2 separate regions of the Anas platyrhynchos genome follow, and region 2 is linked to region 1. The links are chromatin contacts, called in public Hi-C maps. All regions are on one chromosome and are shown on one strand. Each heading gives the region's core, a stretch centred on a gene start, on an enhancer-like site or on the middle of the called end of the contact. The rest is flanking DNA. Distances are from core to core; before and after follow the strand shown. Region 1 overlaps KMT2C (lysine methyltransferase 2C). Region 2 overlaps KMT2C (lysine methyltransferase 2C).

What was found. A called contact is a pair of places that touch in the nucleus more often than the background predicts.
Region 2: a Hi-C map of subcutaneous adipose tissue shows a contact between it and region 1, with 1.7 times the contacts expected there. The contact joins two enhancer-like sites. A contact is called at or near these places in 3 of 8 Hi-C or Micro-C datasets (F5 follicle, liver and subcutaneous adipose tissue).

The regions. Positions count from the first base shown.
Region 1 is chr2:152,516,503-152,521,128 of IASCAAS_PekinDuck_T2T, forward strand. The region is part of intron 2 of KMT2C (lysine methyltransferase 2C); the gene reads left to right. Among named protein-coding and RNA genes, the nearest start is that of KMT2C, 6.0 kb to the left of the region's middle. Within about 2 kb of position 1,984, at least 2 of the 8 cell types and tissues checked have an H3K27ac peak or open chromatin away from gene starts, as enhancers often do. A contact at or near this core is called in subcutaneous adipose tissue, where this site is marked.
Region 2 is chr2:152,582,697-152,587,322 of IASCAAS_PekinDuck_T2T, forward strand. It overlaps KMT2C (lysine methyltransferase 2C), which reads left to right. Exons shown (of 61, transcript XM_072033849.1): 5 at 838-1,044; 6 at 4,204-4,343. Among named protein-coding and RNA genes, the nearest start is that of KMT2C, 72 kb to the left of the region's middle. Within about 2 kb of position 2,720, at least 4 of the 8 cell types and tissues checked have an H3K27ac peak or open chromatin away from gene starts, as enhancers often do. A contact at or near this core is called in subcutaneous adipose tissue, where this site is marked.

The DNA.
Region 1 (4,626 bases), core at 734-3,233:
ATGTCCCCAGCAACACTGGATTTTTTATGGAGCAGTTGAGGTTTCCTGTAGGTGATGATGGGCCAGGAACTGGTTTTGTTGTGGTGTCAATGCCTGGAGAGTTCCTGGTGGTAGAGCATGGCATCAGGATGGCTTTTTCTCACCATTTGAAGGGTACAGCTTTATGAATAACATTGTCAGGAGAGTTAATCTTGGGTGAACAGTTCATTTTTATTATTTATATTGTAATTGTGCCCAGAGGCCAGGGCACCATTATACTGCATACACTACAGATGCATAAGCAAAGCTTGCTTCTGCGCAAACAATTTCTTAATTTAAATGTAAAGATAAGACAACGTATAAATGTTAGAAATGTATTGGGAAAGCACATGGGAGCTGTGAGAATGCTACGAGCACGAGAACGTGCAGAAGTTCAAGTACCCCGGCTATCTCAGCATCAGTGAATGATTCATAGGCATCAGACTTGGAGGATATATTTAAAGGAGGGTAGCCTTGTCGCCCTGAGGATTTTCACAGATAACTTGTTTCCTGCCTCGAGTGCTAGACAAACACTCATATTTTCTTCCTTACATTTTGACAACGGGGTATTTGTATAGAGCAGAGGTACAAATTTGAGAGATAAAGCTAGAATAGGGCATGCAGAGCCGTGAAATTGGGAGCAAGTAGGTTGTTCTTGACATGGTTCATAAGGAGGACGGAAGAACACAAAGAACTATAATCAAGGCAATGAATGAAGACAATATTTTTGAAATACCAGCTTTCAAATGAATTTAAGGGTTGGCAAGAGTGTATTTCCCAAAGCAAAAAAAAAAAAAAAAAAAGGAAGTTGCATCACTGAAGATACAACATGATGTAGGAGAAAGAAAAGGGAGTCTGGATGTTGCTGGTATTGCATAGGAGAAAATAGAAATAGTTAGGGACCATCTTACCTCATGACCTGAAATCTTGGAAATTTAACGCCTGTACTTGGATTATTTCTCAGCTTCCAGGCTTTGGACATGAGTGGTAGAAATATGCTCAAAAAGAAGTTGCAGGGGAAGAAGATTGATTGGATCAGTTTTGACTGTTGTCATTGCGCGAATAGTTGGTTATTCATGACAATATATCAGAATAGCGTTGTGCAGGTGCAGCAAACATCTTTGTAATTGATTTTCAGTATTTGAGCTTTGTTAATCCAGACGGGTTATAAGCAGCACAAACATTTGTCTTAACAAGAATTTAGTAGCAGAAGTCTCAGTGGCTGTGATCACGATAAGTTACCTTTCAAGTCAGTACCTGTGTTCATTTGAAGTAGTATTTTCAGCATCCGTCAGGCTTCTGATCCATGTTAAAAATGTTGCAAATGTGTGTTGTTTACAACAGCACAGGGTAATAATGATTTCAGAAAGCTGGAAATTCGTCTACTGAAAACTTTGTGCGTTTATTTTTAAGCATCTATGACTTAATTTTCGTCGTCGTTATTCATTACTTACTTTGGCCGGCGTAAGCTGCAGGAGGTTTTCAAAGGCCATGGATTTCACACATGCAGATAGTTTTGAGGAAACGTAAGCGTAGTGTTTTTGCCAGGAAATGATTATTTAAGATTTTTTATCGTTCCTTTTGCTGGATTCATATTAGGGTAGGCCAATATTTAAAGGTATCTACGCTCATTTCAGAAGAGCCTTGATGTGTTGGATGTCTTCTCCTTATAGCTCAGCTGTGTTCATCGCGCACCTTCCCTGTGATGCTTGTTTGTATCTTCCCTGCCCCGTTCTCACTTCAAAATTTAATGTTTCTAAATGCTAAATATTTATTGTCTTATAGAATGAATGTGTTCCTAGATATGTATGCATGGTTAGGGCAAATAGTTACTGCCTACCATGGAAAGACTGAAGCCTTTCAATGGCTGGGCTGTGTCCTGTTGTTTGGGCAAGGGTTAAGGTGTTAGAGCAAACGTTGGCCTCTGCTTCTGCCTCCACGAGCCACCTATCAAAAGGCTTGGGCCAGAAGCCAGAAGGGGTGTGTGCGTGTGTGTGTTCACACGGTGGGAAGAGCTGGGGCGTTGGGACAGGCTCCACTATCAGGATGTGACACTGGCTGCTCTCTAGTCCGGCATGGAAAGGGACTGGTGACTCGCAGGAGGATCCCACGGGATCACTGGGCTGTTTTCTTCCACATCCCACCCTGTGCCTCCATCACCCGAGGAATTCCTGTGCTGTCAGGTGTTGCTCTTGCACCGGAGCCTGGCTTAAACAGCTCATAATCCTGTTTTCCTCGGGAGCTTCTGGTAGGTGATGTCAGTATGGACCTTCTGGTCTGCAGTTCCTGGGGGGACTTCTAGGAGGGATGACAGCGGGAGTTGTTGGACACGCTGGCTTTTACAGAATTGTTTTGCAACATCAAAGTTGTTAAAATGCTGATTTTTGTGAACTGGTGTCTTCAGATGTGTCTTAAGGGTGAGTTTAGGCTTAATGTTGGAAATGGACCATTTTCTCTAACCCTAGCCTATCGGTTTCACAGTTTGATGTGGACCACGCTTGCAAATGCAGATTGCTTTGAAATTTTTGATGAGGTTGTAATTTTCAATTCCAGTGGTTAGGTTGTTAATGTTTATGTTTGGTAACCCACTGAACTTCGGTAGCACTTTTCAAGGAAGGACCTCTGAGAGCTATCAGACAGGATTATGACAGCTCAAGTCTCATGACACTGAAATCTCAGGATATTTTGCATATTGGTCATAAGTGCTGGCTTTGCAGAGGTAGGAATAAGAACCCAATCTCTTGGTTCCCATTCTCTGCTCCATTTACCCACAGCATTTCATCCTATATTCAGCGAGAGCTAGCTTCAAAAACAACTCACTTCATCTGGAGGATGTGGATGTTATTTTTTTTCTTCTTAGTAGCGTGTTCAACCCCTGCTAACTTCATGTCATTGTTCTTTCTGAAGTAATTGAAATGGACGTTTCTGTTCTTTGCTGCCATTTGAGCTGAGGGATGGTTTTCCAAGGCAGTTGGCTTGCCCAGAGTAGCTGGAGTCGTTTTTTCCACTCGTAGGCTCAGTTGTCCCACAACAGTGTCAGAGGTTTAGCAGGGTTGTCTATGACGGGGGAAAATACAAGTTCCTTATCTACCACAAAGTGTCACACCCCTATGTTGGTGTGCACCAGTGCTGTGGGTTTACCTTTTTAAGAAATGTTGTCCTAGGTACACTAAAACATGGTGAAATGCTAAACAATTAAGCTCCTAGTAATTCCAAAAATACTGAAAGCTTTTCTTTTTTCTGCGCCTAATACGTTTGATTACCAATTCACACAGTTTGCATGATTCATGGAGTTTGGATAACTACAGATGCGCAAGGTTTTATTGTAGCAAATCCTGCTTGCTAGTGAAATAACTCACATTGATTTCATTTTATTTTTATTTTTTTTTACTGTTCTGTGCTGGGAGGCTGGCCCTAAGTATTCCCACTCATGCCATCCCTCAGTCCCTCAGATGGGGCATTCAAAATAAGTTTGGGCACTTGCTTCAAGAGCTACATTCAGTAATTTCTCCTAGTAGCATTAGTGCTTTCGTTCTTTCAAATCAGGTAAAGTAGGGATAAAAACCTTAAAACCTAGAATATCCATTACTTGGAGAAACAGAGGCAGGGAATGCATCAGGTGGTTATTTTCCCCAAGCACCATAAATCTTGAGTTGGTTCTGGCAGCGAAAAGCAGCAGCTCTCCTGCCCTCCCTCTGCTACCAGCTGTTTGTTCTCTCCCTTGTGCTGACCCAGGCATTTGTGCAGCCATGTGGTGAAGTGCATTGGGAAATTGATCTGGGTTAAAACTAACCTGGCAGAGAAACGTGTTTGCGATAGCAGAAGGGAGGAGGCCAGAGCAAGCAGCCAGGGTGCGGAGAGGCAGAGCTGACGTCCCCCGGTAGCGCTGCCAGCTTCACGTGGCTGCGGAGCCAGAGCCTTGGTCCTCCGAGACGGGAGGGCTTGGGTGGTTTTCTTTTGGCTGGCTCTGGTGAATTGTTCAATACAGGAGATCCTAGAGGAGATTGGGAGAGGTTTTTACAGCCTGTAGTCATGTTATGCATGCCGGTGAGTTGTTTAAAAAAGCGCTGTCGAGAGGGTTCTTCAGAGCATTTAGACAGGTGAGTTGTGCTGATCTAACTCTTTCTGGCCCCAAACAAGTCTATCTGTTGGCATTGATTAGATAAGGAACTTCGTTTCTTGCTTTGATCCTCTGAATTATTCTTAAATTCCTAAAAATCTCCTAAAATAACACTATAAGTATTCCAAAAATAATAGTATAAGTGAAATGTTTTAGGTTAATATGTAATTTCTGGCATTCTGGAAGCTCCTTCCTAAAATATTTCAATAGATGGGCATTATAATAAAATAACACTAGATACAGCTCCTTCCAGAATATTCTTCCCTTTCATCTTTTTGGACTTATTTTCATTAAATCACGCGTGTAGCAAACCCTATTGCCAGCCATTCCAGTATAAATATATAATTACTAATTTGCAGTGCTATATTTATCAACATTTTAATTGTTACTCATGAAGAAACTGCTAGAAATTCTGTCAAACCAGGATATTCTCCCTTAAACTGAAGGCTTTTTTTCTCTCTTCTGCTACGTCACTACTGACAATAAAT
Region 2 (4,626 bases), core at 1,470-3,969, 67 kb after region 1:
GTTTATTACAGAAATATTTTTCAGAAGCTTCCATATGATGTGCCACAAGGAGTGCTGTCAGAGCTGTCATTTCAGTGCTGTTGCTACGTTCTGCATGCTAAAACATAATTGCAAGTGGTACAGGGATGGCTTAACGGTCACAGCTCTGTAAATACAAATTTCCTCTAGCCAAACTTGGAGGCACTGTATTGTTTTGGTGTGTGAAAGGGGGTAGTTGGATCTGTGCGCATCATATGCTCTGCTGTGTGGGACTGCAGTCATTGCTGTGATTTTCCCAGGCTGTTTTTTCTCTGAATAAACCTTTTGGTGTATAGGATATGCGCGCTGTGCTGTTGTACATGGTGGCAGTGTGCTTATAGGAAGTGTATGTGGAGCACATCCTCTCTCTGTACATAAGGCTTTGCCTTTTCCATGATGGCAGAGCTGAGGTCTTCCAATGGGTGCAGGATGTTAATCAAGTTGTTCCTCGTATACTTTTCTTCTTTTTTTTGCCCAGTTTTCTTCTGCCTTTTAGCTACTGCGTGTCTGGGGATAGTGGTGGACCCGTCATGTGCTAAGAATTTTTGAACGAAAAGATGATCTTTTTATTAAGCACTTTGACATTTCCTGTTTATTTATTTGAATCATGCACTTCTGCAAATTCAAAGGTTCTTTAGCATAAGTGTAAGTAGGCTGGAAGTAGTCCTCCTGCATGTTGGGTGCTGATACCTGACAGCACTTCTGAGCTGTTGTTGCTTTTCTGTGAAGGGTTAAATTGGCATGGAAGTCGATCTGGGATGGAATATCTCTGCTGTTTCCCCCCTCCCTCAAAAGAAATAATTATCTTCCCTCCCGCAGCGAACAACTCTGCGCCTTTTGTTACTGTGGTGAACGAAGCTCATTAGGACAAGGAGACTTAAAACAATTCAGTCCAACTCCTGGGTATGTTATCCCATGGAAGAACCAGCCTTTAAACAAGAGCGAAGCCAGCGACAGCACCGATGGAGCTTGCGAGAAAACTCCAAGGCAAAACTCAGTGCCGCGCAAACAGAGAGGACAGAAGAAGTAAGTCAGTTTTATGGTTTTATGCTTTTCATTTCTGTGCAGCTCACGAAGCATGTCTAGAGGTACTTGTACTGTTGCATTTGTGAAAATTTGATGTGGTTCATTAAGTAGGTTTGTTTGGTTTTTGGTTTATTTTGAAAGAATGCAAGCGGTGTAGGAAAACAGGTAGGAATTGTAGAGTATCCTAAGTTGTAAGGGGCCCACAAAGATCTTTGAGTTGAACTCCTGGTTCCACACAGAAATGGTTGCCTCTTTTTCACTTCTTAAAGATTGGTTTCTCTATTTAAGTGAGAATCTTGACAAGAATATGATAGAAAAGATTATTTACAAGTTATTGTAAAAGCACAGATCTTGTGAGTTCAAAGTATGGGGGCTGGGGATAGGACCCAATGATCTCTTGAGTTCCCTTCCAACCCCTACAATTCTGTGTGATTCTGTGAAATTAAATTGACAGTATGCAAAAGGATAGAAGATAATGGATTTCTGAAGTGCTATTTATTTTGTACAATAGGGTAAATAGAAACCTTTCCATCTCTTGGAAGCATTTTCCCCGTGTCCTCCAAAACCGGTTCATGCCACTGTGACAGGAGAGTTACACACACACAGCGTGTTCAGTACCCTTTGAAAGTGGTGTTCATTGGCTTTCCTAAAACAGTGTTGTCAGTCACTGAACTAGCAGTATCCCGTGTCCTGTCTGGTAGGTGCCACCTTTCAGTACCACAGAATCCCAGCCCGGTGAGGCTGGCAGCACCTCGGGGTCCCTCGGGCCCAGCCCCTGCCCCAGCAGGGCCACCCAGAGCAGGGTGCCCAGGCCCATGGCCAGGCGGCTTTTGGAGCTTTCCAAGGAGGAGACCCCACAGCCTCTGGGCTGCCTGGGGGTCAGGGGAACCTCCCGGGCTCCAGGCTGGGCCCACTGCCTCCTGTCCTGGCACTGGGCACCAGTGAGAACAGCACTGAAATACCTCCAGGCATTTATAGACGTTCCCCTCAGAGGGGAAGCGCTCCAGGCCCTGAATTACTGAGCTCACTAGTTCTGAAAAATTGCAGGAACACACACACACAACTCCGCAGAAAGGTTTTATTAAAGATACGGCGACGACGCTTCGGCTGTGGCTGATCAGACAAGCGGGTTGTTAGGCTCAGCCCCCAGCGGGGCCGCGCTGAAGGTCGGGAATTGGCTCTGAGTGTGGGGCCGCCGCCAGCCCCGAGGCCCCGCTGAGGGAAGCTGAGGGGAAGGGAAAGGAAAAGAAGGGAAAAGAAAGGAAGGGAAGGGAGCAGCAGCAGCCCCCTTGCTTTAGGATGGAGCCACAAACGGGGTCCCACAGCCACTAGCAGGGGGGCTGTGGCTGTGTGGTGCATGGCTCTTTGCCACCCAGCTTCACTCCTAGGGGTGCCAGATCTGCCAGGAGCGCTTTGGTGACGTATTTTCGGCTGGGTGTGCCCAACGAGACTTGTTAAGGTTCAGTGCTCGGGCCCGGCTCGCTAGCAGAGGTCGTTTTGTGCTTGGCGAGGCCGACAGCACGCTGCCGTACGGCTCTGTCAACATCGTAAAAGTGGGTGGTGAAGGGTGCTGGTGGGGGAAAACAGCTTGTCTTCAGCCTCACGGAGCTACCCCGTCCCCTCACGCGGTTACTCGGTGTTTGATATGCACGTCAAATAGTGCCTTAAAAAAACACAAAGTTAAAAAAAAAAAACACACAAAACCACAAACAGGCTGGGGCGGAGCGTGTGTCACTTCAGGATAAAACTGCAGAGTAAATGAGGATGTTTGCTGACTGGATTGGATCCTGGGAGAAATGCCGTGTCAACCGGGGTTAAATTTTTTTTTTTTTTCAATTTTGGTGTTTTGAGTGGTGGTTTAATGTTGGAACCGGCTCTGCTGAGCGTGGGGCCTGTTCAGGAAGGACTTTTGTAGACCCCAGAGCGGGTTAATTTGGTGCTCTGTGAGGGGCATCGCTCTGCTGATGGTGCTGGAGCTAACTGTCATGAGTCATTAGAATATCATGTAGTAATTAAAAACTTTTAAGCTCTCTCTGGCAGTGCAAGAGTGTTGTTACTCTTTTTTTTTTTTTCTCCACAAGTTTTTTTATTGATTTTTTTCCCCGTATATTTCTGAATGTTTTTGGAGTAGAGCACAGGTAGTATTTAGGAAGGCAGAGTTATCACCGGTTACAAGTCCGCTGTTTACTGTGGCTCTTGGCACCAGCTCATTGGTAGTGTCCTTTTTTAGTGGTTGTGTGCAGGAGAGCAGTCAGCAGAGAGGTATTTTTATGCAGTCTCAACTCTAGAAACTCAGAAGAAACGGCACATGTACAGCTTAGAGTTACTAATGGGGGAGAATAATGAAGTTCAAAGAACATCAATAGAAAAAAAAACACATCACCACCCTGTTTCCTGCTAACCACTGAAGCATTGAATGAGGTCAGATCTCTTGAGTAAGTAAGCTTAATGCAGATCCTCAGATGTCCAAGATAAATTTTTGCCAGCAGGAAATAAAGGAGGAGGAATCACCACTTCCTTCTGTTAGTTGACTAATCTGAGTGTTATTACCTGTTTTCTGTTAAGATTAGAATTGGGGGAACAAATTAATACAGTTAGAAATGAGATACGCCCATGTCAGCACAAGATAGTAACCTTTATATCACTGGATTTCTGAATCCCCCTGCATTTCTTCTGGCTGTCCCTACCCCTCCCTTCTTTTCTTACTTATCCTCTGCAACTGAGGTTGATGCTCCCCACCTTCACCACCCTCTTGCCTTCCTTCTACACCTGTTCTTCCCCAGAGTAACACAGACTGCTTGCTGTTCCTTAATTCTCCATTCCTAATGTTGGGCAAGTTTTAATGTTAAATAGAAGAGGATTAAACAAACAAACAAACCAAGTGTGTATCCTGAACAATAGGAGGAGAGCAAGCTGCAGAAAGGGGAATTTTATCAAGCTCTCTTTTGACTGTTGAATAGTAGCTTTAACTGAAAAGTTCGTTAACCCAAAAGGTGTTGAGTTAGAGCATGAGGAAGTCAGATTTTTGGTCATGTAGATTATATTTTAACCATGTTTGGGAAAAAAAAAAGGATTTCCCTGAGTTTTGTATCATTTACAGTGAACAAAGTGTGTGGTCACTTCTGAGTTGTTTGTTTTTTTTTCTGCTCCTTGATACAGATCTCGATCAAGTATAGCATCGTGTACAAGTGTAAGCACCCAAACTGCTTCTGACGATCAGGTTGTCAAATTCTGGGATGAACTCAGTTTAGTTGGCTTACCAGATGACATTGATGTTCAAGCCTTATTTGAGCCAACAGGTAAGATACGTTGCGCTTCTTCATTGTTGGGCATACACCAAAAGCTGCAGTGACAATGAGTGAAGTTATTCAGCTGTTGATTTTCTGTGCTCTGGTGTTTGTAAAATTTGATTATGCTTTCTTAACATTTCCATTTTCATAACATTTTACCAATGTTATGTGATGTTTCTGTAAAGTACTGGATAGAATCTTAGCAAAGATATTTGGAAGGACATTTCAATGGTTGGACTTCAGGATCTTGAAGATCTTTTCCAACCTAAACGATTCTGTGACTGTATGAGGA